Linked DNA regions of Rattus norvegicus: region 1 is linked to region 2. A link is a contact called in public Hi-C data. All regions are on one chromosome and are shown on one strand. The core of a region is the stretch at or near the end of the contact, and the rest is flanking DNA. Distances in the headings are between cores, read along the strand shown.

Region 1 (5,854 bases), core at 2,780-5,279, 520 kb before region 2:
CCCTCTTCTGGTGTGTCTGAAGACAGCAACAGTGTACTGTACTCATGTACATAAAATAAATAATGCTTTAAAAAAAAAAAAGCCTATCAGGCTCATTGTTTAGCTTACTTCTTTTTAAAACATTGTTTAATCTTCATAATGGGTGTGACTTTGAGTTTTATGGTTATATTACTACTCTGGGAGAGAGTACAAGATACAAGCTTTTCTGGTTACAGACTAAGGAACACAGTATTTTGGGAGAAGGATTTTGTCTTTGTGTTTTTAAAAAGTGTGATTAAGCGCTGGAAACCTGACAGAGTCATGCTGATCAGATTTGATAGAGGTAGACTGCCTAAAAATAATTGATTCAGGAGAATCAAACAAGATATCTCGATTCTAAACTTTTGTCTTGAGAGTTGTATTTTACAGAGTGTGACTACTTAGATTCCTGGTCTCAAGGACTTTCAGCTGGGTCTAGTTAGGACACAGCGGCTACAGCATTTGATTCATTCTTCTTACCCTCTTACCACCAAGGATATCTTAACGTCCACGTACAGCTTGAAGTTATGGAGGAGTCGTCGCCCCAACTCCCTGGACCTTTGCGGGGCTGAAAGCAGTTATTCTAAAATTGTTTTTTTTTTTTTTTCCGGAGCTGGGGACCGAACCCAGGGCCTTGCGCTTCCTAGGTAAGCGCTCTACCGCTGAGCTAAATCCCCAGCCCCTTCTAAAATTGTTTTTATGAGGAATTTTTTTTTCCTTTTTTTTTTTTTTTTTTTTTTTTTTCGGAGCTGGGGACCGAACCCAGGGCCTTGCGCTCGCTCGGCAAGCGCTCTACCGCTGAGCTAAATCCCCAACCCCCTTATGAGGAATTTAAAATTGGTTGTAATTTTTTTTTTTTTTTTTGGTTCTTTTTTTCGGAGCTGGGGACCGAACCCAGGGCCTTGCGCTTCCTAGGTAAGTGCTCTACCACTGAGCTAAATCCCCAGCCCCAAAATTGGTTGTAATTTAACAGGGAGGAACTAGCTAGATTGAGTTGTACAGTCATAATCTCATTTGGTAACTAAGCAAAAATATCTTTGCTTTGATATAGAATTTATTTGTTAAAAGTTTAAAAGTAGGGGACTGGAGAGATGGCTCAGTGGTTAAGAGCACCGACTGCTCTTCCTGAGGTCCTGAGTTCAAATCCCAGCAACCACATGGTGGCTCACAACCATCTGTAATGAGATCTGATGCCCTCTTCTGGTGTGTCTGAAGGCAGCTACAGTGTACTCATACAATAAAATAAAATCTTAAAAAAATAAATTTATAAAAGTTTAAAAGTACAAGGTATAGAGTCAGTCCTTCTAATGATGTCATTACAAACTTCTGAGTTGATTACACCTGTGAGTTAAGGGCCAACTAGCAAATTCACGGCTCTGACTTTGTGAGAGAACTTTCAAGACAAGATATAAAGACAACAGTCCAGATTGTCTTATATAGATAGATGGTTTTCAAAAATGTCAGAAATCCACAAAATTTGAGATTTAAAGTTATTTATCTTTTGTTGAGACATATCTGCTCCTAACAGTTCCCCTTTGGCGGATTTTATGAAGAATTTGAGCATCTCTACCTCCAGATGAGGCAATACTTTGTGACTAGGCAGCCACTGGACAAAACTGCCTGTTTCATCTGCAGACTAATACTGTCCAGAGAAGGACAAATTATGCAGAAGAGTTGACTGATAAACTCTGCCAAGACAGGGTGATCTGCCCTTCAAAATCTGCATTTCAAGAGTCTGTCAGTTGATTTTGGGCCAGAAGACTGAAGACTTGCGCTCACATGTTGCTAACAGAGGACTGTGCTAGTGGAGATTTGTCTCTATAACCTCTCAGTTCTGAAAGTCATGTTAGGCTTCCTATGTGTATAGATATTTGGTCATTCTCAGATTTCTGACGGGATTGAAGACTGATTATAGTCTCATAGCCTATCAGGCTGTTTAACTCTGGAAATACATATTTTGTTAGATAGTTATCAGATAGTATACAAGCTAGCCAAGATATAGATTTTAAGACTTTTTTTCTTTCTTTCTTTCTTTCTTTCTTTCTTTCTTTCTTTCTTTCTTCCTTTCTTTCTCTCTTTTTTTCTTTTTTCTCTTTTTCGGAGCTGGGGACCGAACCCAGGGCCTTGTGCTTGCTAGGCAAGAGCTCTACCACTGAGCTAAATCCCCAACACCCCCCTTAAGCCTTTCTTAGGCTGGAATGGATAACTAAATGTTCTGTTTAACTGATATAATGTTGGACTGGGTGTTAGATATATTTTATGCTTTTAATTACAAAATGATAATAGTTGTGCTCAGCTTATATCTGAGAAAAAAGTTTTGTTTTTTTTTTAATTAGACAAAAGGGGTGAAATGTGGGATGATGTCACAGGTGAGGTAGGTACAAGATAGAAGAAGGCCTGTCATTGGATGAGAAGGAAGGATGGGCCGGAGAAAAGTTTGAAGGAAGAGGAGGAGAGGCTGAGAAGCTGTGACAAGACAATGGAGGCTGATGTAAAGATCTCACTCTGTGTATTTATAGGTTGTTATCAATGTTCTTAAGGGATGCATGGTACCGGGCTTTGTATGTTTAAGAGGGCAATTATATCTTATCAATTGGATCAAAGATTACTGTGTTGTGTGTTCTTTTATGTGACGATTTGAATATAGCAAAGCGTGCAGCAGCAGGAGACACTGGGCCACCGCAAAATTGGGATGTGTTTCCACCAAGATATCTAGCAGATATCTTGGGACACCTCGGTGCAGGACCTGGGGGGGGGGGGTAAAAGACAACCGTACTTTTTTATTTTTATATTTTTACAACAGTTGGACTTCACCATGGTTTTTTTTAAGGGGTCCACTTGACGCTAATGATTCCTGAGGCCCTTTTTGTATCTAGTCTTTTTCCTTTTTTCTTTTTCTTTTTTCTTTTTTTTTTTTTTTTTTCGGAGCTGGGGACCGAACCCTGGGCCTTGAGCTTGCTAGGCAAGCGCTCTACTACTGAGCTAAATTCCCAACCCCTTGTATCTGGTCTTAAATAAACATTTTGTAACAAACTTGGAATCTAAATATTTAAGATCAGGTGTACCTAAACCTGGATCTGCCCCATCCTGTTTTGTTTCAAAAGGAGTCTGGTGAGTCCCGGGTACCAAGGAAACCAGAGAAAGCCTGAGTTGGTATGGGACAGGGGCTACTGTAGAGATAGGCAAAAACGGAACAGGCGTGGCACTCCTGTTTGTATTCAACTCCACTGTGTGTGGGTGCATGGCACTGTTCACTAGTCCCACTATGCCCAACGGCTTATCCCTGGGGAATGGACTCCTTGGTTCTTGAGCCTTAGACTGGAGATCCACGGGCTTCAGTCACACTTGGCTCACCAGCTTTGCCAAGTTAGCTCATCTGGGGCCTCTGAAGGACTTGGGGAGCTTATGTAGAGAAGAGATGGGGATTCCTCAGAGGTGGTGGTTGAAAGAGGTTGAGTGTGTCTGGGGTGTATCCAAAGCCTTGCCCAGAGGCAGGGTCTTGGGGGAGGAGTGAGGCCTGCTGGACCAGAAGAAAAAAAAAACGGTGTCTGGGGCGTGGCTCCAAGGGTGCGGACCGAGGCTCAGAGCAGAGGCTGAGTAGGGCGGAGCTCTGGGAGGACTGAGGCCAGTTGGAGGAGGGGTCTGGGGCGGATCAGAGGCGAAACCCGGTTTAGAGGCGGGTCTTAAAAACAGAGGTTGGCTGGGGCAGAGTCTTGGGCGGGACGTGGGCAGGGCTGCGGGGAGGACAGCAGCTTGGCCTGGGCGGAGCCTGGGAGGATTAAGACTGGCTGGGGGTGGAGTCATGCTATGAGCCGGTCTCCGTGAGGACTGAACCTGGCTGGGACTGGGGGGCGTGGGCGGAGCTCCAAGAAGACCGAGCAGTCCTGGGGCGGGGTGTGGACTGACACTGTGGGCGGGGCCGGAGCGCTGTTGGAGGGCGGGGTCGGATGAGGGCACCGCACTCCGGGCGTGGTAGTCCGAGCGCCAGGGGCGGTGCTACAGCGGGAGGGGCAGCCAGTGAGCTGTGTGGCTCTGGCCATGAAGCCGCAGCCGCCGGGCTAGGCCCGGGGCGGCTCCACGCCTGGGCAGCCCGCAGAGGGCTGGGCCGGTTCCCGGCTCGGGTTCCCAGGGCGGCAGGTGGCCGCTCACCATGCCCGGCAAGCATCAGCAATTCCAGGACCCTGAGGTTGGCTGCTGCGGGAAATACTTTCTGTTTGGCTTCAACATTGTCTTCTGGGTGAGCGTGGGTCGCTTCTCGCTCTGAGCTGAGGATGGGGGCTAGGGGGTCTCAGTTGCTGGTGGGGGAGACCCTTTCCGAAGCTTGTGACCGGGGACTGTTCCTCACCCCCTCTACCCTGATGCCCTGTCCCCAACTACTCTGGGGAGCTATTGGGATAGCTGGGGGGGGGGTGGGACCCAGTCCCAGCAGAGGGGTGATGGTAGTCTCTCATTGCAGCCCCAAGTTTGGGCAGAAAAAGGTGGCAGTGTTTGCAGGAAGACTGCAAGGGCGCGGTATTTGCGGACGAGCCCTGCCCCGCCTCCTTGCCACTCCAACTCCCGGCGTGGTGCGGTGAGGGTTGCGAGGTTGGGTCCTAGCGAGTCTACCCTACAGACGCTCAGAAGCATGTGAGCCAGGAGGGTAGGAGTGACAAAAGCCAAGCCCTGTGCCTCTGCAGGAAGAGGAGCTCCAGTTGAGAACAGGGAGCTGTCCCTTGGGAACAGAATTCAGCATTCCATAGCTGACCAAACAAACAGAGGCTTCCCTCTGTGTGGCATCCGTGTCCCGGTCCTGCCAAGTCATCTTTCTCTTCTCCCTCCCCCCATCCTATAACCAAAGCGGGCTGTGCATGCTTTCCTTTATGCAAGGCCTTTTTTCCAACTTGTATTCAGCAGAATTCAGTGGCTCTGTTCCCCACCCACCACCATCCGTTGGCTCTGCCCTGGGGTGGTGTCCTTGAATTTCAGCAGTCTTCTGTTCTGAAGGGTGTGGGCAGCTACAGGGAGCGCTGGCCTGGAAGTCAAAGGGCCTGAGTGTAGCAGGCCTAGTCCAGAGGTTTTTGGGCAAGCCACTTTACTCTCTGGGTCTTAGCTTTCTAGCCTAGGAGGGGCTGGTATTAGAGTTTGTCTTCTGGGCTGTTAGATTAAATGAGGGTTTTTTTTGTGCTTAAGACAGGGTCTCACTCTGTAGCCCATCCTGGCTTGGAGTTTGCTACAGTTTTCCTGTCTGAGCTTTCTGAGTGCTGGATTATACCAGCTTCATAGTAAATGGGTCATGATGAGGCATGTTCTCCCAACTACCTTATTATTACCTGTAGTTTACAGATAGGGGACTGAATGAATAGACGGTGAGAGGTTAAGTCATTTGTCTAGAGAAACAGGTGATTATCAGTGGGTGGAGGGAAGGCAGAGCTGAAGTAACTCTGGGTGGGGGGGAGCGGAGATGAAAGTCCCGGCTTGGGTGGGGAAGTGAAAGTGGACAGAACATTAAGGTCCTACCTATGCTTGGGCTGCATGGGACAGTCAGGGTCTTAGAGTAGAGTTGGACCAGATCTAGTTGGCTGCAGGTGTACATAGGGAAAGGTGACAGAAGACCTGAGATGGGAAGGGATCTGGGACCTTGAATTCCTGGTGTCCCACCTCCTGAGTGTGGGGATCATAGGTCTGCGCCTCTCTACCTGTCTCTACCTATGCTGTCTGGACACTGGCTAGGTGTTGTCTGGGCAGTCTGTGCTTCTTTCTCATTGTCTAGCCTCAGATCCTTGCTTGGGGAGCCCTGATGGTAAAGGCCAGCCACCCTCTCACCTCTGATCCCTGACACACCATCAGAGGAGAGAGA
Region 2 (5,585 bases), core at 1,882-4,381:
AGGCTGGTGATTCTGAAATCCTCAAAGGCAAGTTCAGGCTTAAAAGGAAAAGCAGAGGCGGAGGTGGAACATACGCCTAGTTGAGCCCACACCCTCACACCAATAACTGGAAAGGGCTGTAATACACTTCCTTTTGCTTAAACAGGAAGTACTAGTCCCTTTACATAAACACCTAGGTTTTCAGTGTTTCTGATTTTAAACAAGTTAGCTGCTGCCTTGTTTTGTGTGTATTAGTTTTCTGGATAGTGGGCATTACTATGTAGCTGTGGTGGCCTGGAACTCAGGAGCCTACCTGCCCTGCCTCCCCCTCCGCCCCTGCCTCTGCCTCCACGGTGCTAGAATTAAAGGTGTAGGCCACCGTTCCATCAAGGCCTTTCTTTTATTTTTTACAATGCTTCTCACTGGGTAGCCTGGGCTGTCCTGGAACTCTTTAGACCAGGCTGGCCTTGAATTCAGAGATCTGCCTCTCCTTCCTGAGTACTGTGAGTAAAGGTGCACCATCTTTGAGCCCTTTTTCTAAGTTAGCAACTAAACTGGATGCATAAGACCTTTCTGGGTTACAGAAATATGAGGTTCTCTTTAGTTTGAAACATTACAGGCTTTCCCTGGGAAGCTTAGGACCAAGTCACAACCCTGAGCACAGGTCTAGACATGACACAACAGGTAGAGCTGGCCAAACCAACTTGTCTTGAGGGTGCTGTACCTGAGCCTTTCATCTCTGGGCACAACTGAGGTGCTTTCCTTGGTCTTCTGAGCTTTGCAACTTCTCCATCCCAGCCTCAGCCTATCTTCACCCCCACAAAAAAAGAGAAAGTAGCTGCAAGACTCAGGGGTCTTTTTCTTGCCTAATGTTAGAACCTCTGCGATTTGCTCTACATTCACAGACATACAAGCATTTACAAAAAAGGGGTCGGTGGGATCATAAGAAAAAGCCCATTGTTTCTCGGTGGTTTCAGTGATAGTCCAGATGGGAAGTCTTCACATAAGTGAGGCCCACACGGCCCCAGGAACGACTAGGTGTTCTGACACCCAGTGCACACAGCAAGGAAATGCATCAATTTTATTTACAGTTCAGAAGCTACTTAAATAGTCTGGCCAGGACAGAAGCCTGGGATTCAAATCAGCCCTTATCCCTCCTCATGCCCACAGTCAGCCCAACACTGCCTCCGTTCCTCGGGCCAGCACAGGCAGGTGCCACCTCTGCTGCAATGGGCACCTGGAGTAGCTCAGACGCTTGACCACTCCAGCCCAGACAAGAGTTGGGTCCAGCCCCTCTGGGAGTTCATCTAATTCGACTGGGCAGATGAGTTGTGACTCAGTGGTGACAACAGCTGTAGAAGTAAGGGTTTGCCTTCTGGCTCAGATCCACGCCTTTGTCCTCTGTCAGAGAGAGAGGTGGCAGCTCAGCACTATTAGCTGGGGGATCAAGTAGGTCACCAAGAGGGCTGGGGACCATGAGGAAGTACACACCTGTCATCACCTGGAAAGCAGCCACACTGACGTAATCCTCTGCCACTTTCTGGAAGAGCTCGTCTGGCAAGCAAAGAATCAGTGAGGGCCTGAGGCCAGCAGCCCTGGGTACCCCAGTGGTCCAGCCCTCTGATCCTTTCTGCTCTACTGTCCTGTCTGTGCCTGCTGACAGGACCCAAGACAACACTCACCCACACTCTGGCCTGTCTTGCTGGATGTTTCAAAGAGCTGGGCTTTGATATCTGTAAAGAGAAGTGACTAAGTCCTCACCTGGGGAGCACACCTAAATGTAGCTAACAGTTCAGTCTCTTGAACTCCATAAGTTCAAGAAGGCTAGAAAGAAACCAAGGCTGTCATTCCCGTCCTTGAAATCCACTCAAGCAGATATCCCCCCCCCCTCAAGCTCCCATCCTCAGAGACTTAAAAACAGGTACTATCAGCGTAGTCCTGAACGTCATGGAAGTCTACACGACGGCGCCGCCTGTCTTCCTCCAGCAGATCACTCTTAGTGCCACACAGGTAGATTTGACAGCCCTGTAGCAGAAGACAAGGCTGAAATTATCTCCACAGACCAATACAGTCTCTGTCCCTAATCTTGTAGGATCTTGTCACCTACCTCTTCTAAACTGCGGAGCTCCTTAACCCAGAACTTGGCTCTCTCAAAGCTGCTGCTGTCGGTGAGGTCTTGGTAGGGGTAAGACAGGAGACACAATAAGGAACAGTGGCTTCCCGTTGATGCTGGCCTGTAACCCAACTCTTACTTGAACAGGCCAGAGTCCAACCCCTTACCATAACAGACAATTGCAGCTTTAGCACCCCGGTAATAGATTCTGCTCATGGCTTCGTAGCGCTCGGAACCTGCTGTGTCCTGAGGGGTGAAAGGAGTCGATGAGCTCCTTCACAAGACTACAAACTAGGCCCACATCTTCCAGACACCTCCCCTCCTTTTTTCTTAAGATGAGTAAATGGGTGTGCGGAAGAAAAGAACGACCTGTATGAGACTCCGGCTGACCGGTTTAAGAGGCAAGACATTAAATTTCGGGGATAGGTTTGCTCAAGACTCTGTTCTCAAGGGACTTACCCAAATACCCAGAGTCACCGTCCGATCTCCAACACACATCACCTTGGCCACAAAAGCAGCCCCGATGGTCTACAACCAGGGAAGAGATAAGAGTCGAATGCCGGTCGGCCCCCTTCCTCCCAAGCCTGCTCCGCAGGGGTGCACTCACGTTCTGATAGGGCCCCACCAAGAAGCGGTCGTGCACGTATCGTTCCACCAGGCTCGTCTTGCCCACGTATTCCTTGCCCAGCATAACCACCTTGACGTCCACGCGCTGCCCGCTCATGCTCCCGGGGCCGCCTCACCCACTTCAGGGTCTCCGCGGCCCAGGCAGAGCCCAAGCCTCAGACCCCAATCCCAAAGGCCTCGCACTTCGCAGGCTTCTGGTGCCTCGGCCCGGGGCGCTCCGTCCCTTACAGAGCCGCGGCGCGGGGACGCGGACAGCGCCCTCCACCGCGCCGCAGGGCCCTGCGCTGCTCACCCGCGCGACCGTCGCTGCGACAGAAGCTCCGCCGCGCCGGGGTTACCGACTGAAACCGGGTTCCCTATAGCTAACTCCAAACAGCACCTCTGGGACTGGACCACAAGAGGCGGGACGCCCGGTCACGTGACACGAGCGCCGGAAGTGGCCGATCCTGTGCGGCTGGCGCCGGAAGCGTCGCGCAGTCCTATAGCCTCTCATGGCGGCGGTAGGGACCTGGGCGCGGCGCCGCGGTGATTGAGCTGCGAGCCTGGCGGGCGTGCGCCTTGCCACGTGCCCTCCCCACCCCCGGGCTCTTCACCCTGATGCTGCACGGGTGCTGAGCCCGCCCGGGTCGGGACGATGGTGAAGTATTTCCTGGGCCAGAGCGTGCTCCGAAGTTCCTGGGACCAAGTGTTCGCTGCCTTCTGGCAACGGTACCCGAATCCCTATAGGTACGTGGTGGTAGGTAGAGCCAGTCGCCCTCCTCTCTCCATTTGGCTGTCCTTGAATAGTGGAGCCGTGAAAAACTAGAACAGAAAGTCCGATGTGAGCTATCTCCGGTGACTGTGGCCACAGTTATGGCACAAAGTCCTTATAGGATTAAGATCAGGCCAAGTCTGCAAGGTTGTAGATCGTGGTTTATATTAGGCTCTAGATTTCTATTTTGCGGTCGGTCCTAGGGAGACAGGAAGAGTTGAGCGGTAGGTATTTCGGGGCCTGAAATCCTGACGATGGCTTGCTCACCTGCTGGTGGCGCTCTCTAGTGGTATAATTCTTGAGATTTTGCTCGATTTGGAAAGCCACAGAATCCATGTCAGGGTGGAGGAGGGAGTTGGAATTTGCCCGGGGATAGGTTCATTGCACTCTAATTCCGAACCTGGGTACAGATCACTCTGTAAGATTGCAGGAAGCCATGACCTGGAGGCTCTAAATAGTAACCCGTAGACATTTCCTGAGAATCATCTGCATTTTAACACTTGCAGCAAACATGTCTTAACCGAAGACATAGTGCACCGGGAGGTGACCCCTGACCAGAAGCTTCTGTCCCGGAGACTCCTGACCAAGACCAACAGGATGCCACGTTGGGCAGAGCGACTGTTTCCCGCCAACGTTGCTCACTCGGTGTACATCCTGGAGGACTCGATTGTGGACCCACAGAATCAGACCATGACCACCTTCACTTGGAACATCAACCACGCCCGGCTGATGGTGAGACTTCCTTTGGTTCCTCAAAATAGTTGCCCTTCAGATTTCAGGCTGGAGAATTGTGGGAACTTCTGCGGCCAGAGGCGGGCCTCATCTGTAGAGTTCTGCCCTTAGATTGGTCTATCCTTTTTGAGTGGTTGGATTCTCCGGGACTGCCCCTCGGCTCTCAGATGGTGGGGAAAGACACCCATTTTCAAAGCTTGTTACAAGTGCTGTACACAGAGCAGTCGGTTGGTGACATACATACATACATACATACATACATACATACATACATACATACATAGGCTTTCAGGAGTTATACTGGGTGACAAAGGGAGACAGTGACTTCCATCAAGGCTTGGAGGTGTCTGGAATGTGCCTCAGTTTCTGCATGAGATTTGAGGGGATGCATCATGTTCCTTGGATCCTTCGGAAGGCTTGAAATCCCATGTTTGGGGATATTCAGAGTGTCATTTGCCTGTGTGACTAACCTTCAAGCTTCGAGATGATTCTTTCTCAGCTTCTGTAAACTTGAGAGGTGGGAATTGTGTGTTTTGCAAAAGAAAAGCTTTATAAAGATGTGCCCCTCACGGGCACAATGTGAGGAAGGCACCCTTTCCTGCCCGGCACTGTCTGAAGTCACCTCAGCTGAGAGCTCTGCTTGGTAACACAGTGGTGTGTTTGTGACTTCTCTTCACGTTCTTCAGGAGGCTCCCACACCCTTTGATAATAAAAGCTGTCATTATTGGGGGGGAGGGGACGAGAACACACACACACACACACTATCAGGAAGCTCAGAGGGGAGAAAGCAGATGAGAAACACTGTTCACCTCTATATCCAGAGGCCCCAAGCAAAGCCCTGGATCAGGGTGGAATAGCCGCTGATCCCAGGAAACTGCGTTCTACTTCAAAGGGTCAGCATTGAGGTTATAGAGGCAGAACAGCCTCTCTCCGGGCCTGAGATACAAAATGGGAAGAACTTTGTGGGGGCAGGAACTCACCCGATGTTGAGTGCAGGAATATGGTGCTAGCTTGTCTGAGCGTGCCCCTTCAGGGTGCTCAGCCTGACTTCCCTTGAAGGTGGTGGAGGAACGATGTGTTTACTGTGTGAACTCTGACAATAGCGGCTGGACCGAAATCCGTCGGGAGGCCTGGGTCTCCTCTAGCTTATTTGGTGTCTCCAGAGCTGTCCAGGTAAGAGGTTGGGGGCTGGGCTGGGCTGGGCCAGGCCGTGCTGGGCCGGGCCCTGGGTCATTGAGCAACTCTCCCATCATTCTCCTCCTTCCAGGAATTTGGTCTTGCCCGGTTCAAAAGCAATGTGACCAAGACAATGAAGGGCTTTGAATACATCCTGGCCAAGCTACAAGGTGAGAGCCCTAGACACTGTTTCAGGAATCGGGAGGA

Evidence for each region. A called contact is a pair of places that touch in the nucleus more often than the background predicts.
Region 1: a contact with region 2 is called in a Hi-C map of Schwann cells, with 8 times the contacts expected there. The contact joins the promoter of Tspan17 here to the promoter of Rab24 in region 2. A contact is called at or near these places in 2 of 12 Hi-C or Micro-C datasets (the A7r5 cell line and Schwann cells).

Annotation. Positions count from the first base shown.
Region 1 is chr17:9,830,110-9,835,963 of GRCr8, reverse strand. It overlaps Tspan17 (tetraspanin 17), which reads left to right and starts at 4,029. Exons shown (of 8, transcript NM_001013138.2): 1 at 4,029-4,255. The coding sequence starts at 4,169. Eif4e1b (eukaryotic translation initiation factor 4E family member 1B) reads left to right here. Exons shown (of 10, transcript XM_039096186.2): 10 at 1-81.
Region 2 is chr17:9,311,139-9,316,723 of GRCr8, reverse strand. Rab24 (RAB24, member RAS oncogene family) reads right to left here and starts at 3,131. Exons shown (of 8, transcript NM_001015023.2): 1 at 2,700-3,131; 2 at 2,552-2,620; 3 at 2,260-2,338; 4 at 2,087-2,154; 5 at 1,905-2,004; 6 at 1,662-1,712; 7 at 1,471-1,533; 8 at 1,049-1,380. The coding sequence starts at 2,816. The coding sequence ends at 1,316. It overlaps Prelid1 (PRELI domain containing 1), which reads left to right and starts at 3,213. Exons shown (of 5, transcript NM_001009636.1): 1 at 3,213-3,445; 2 at 3,977-4,202; 3 at 5,262-5,375; 4 at 5,470-5,548. The coding sequence starts at 3,354.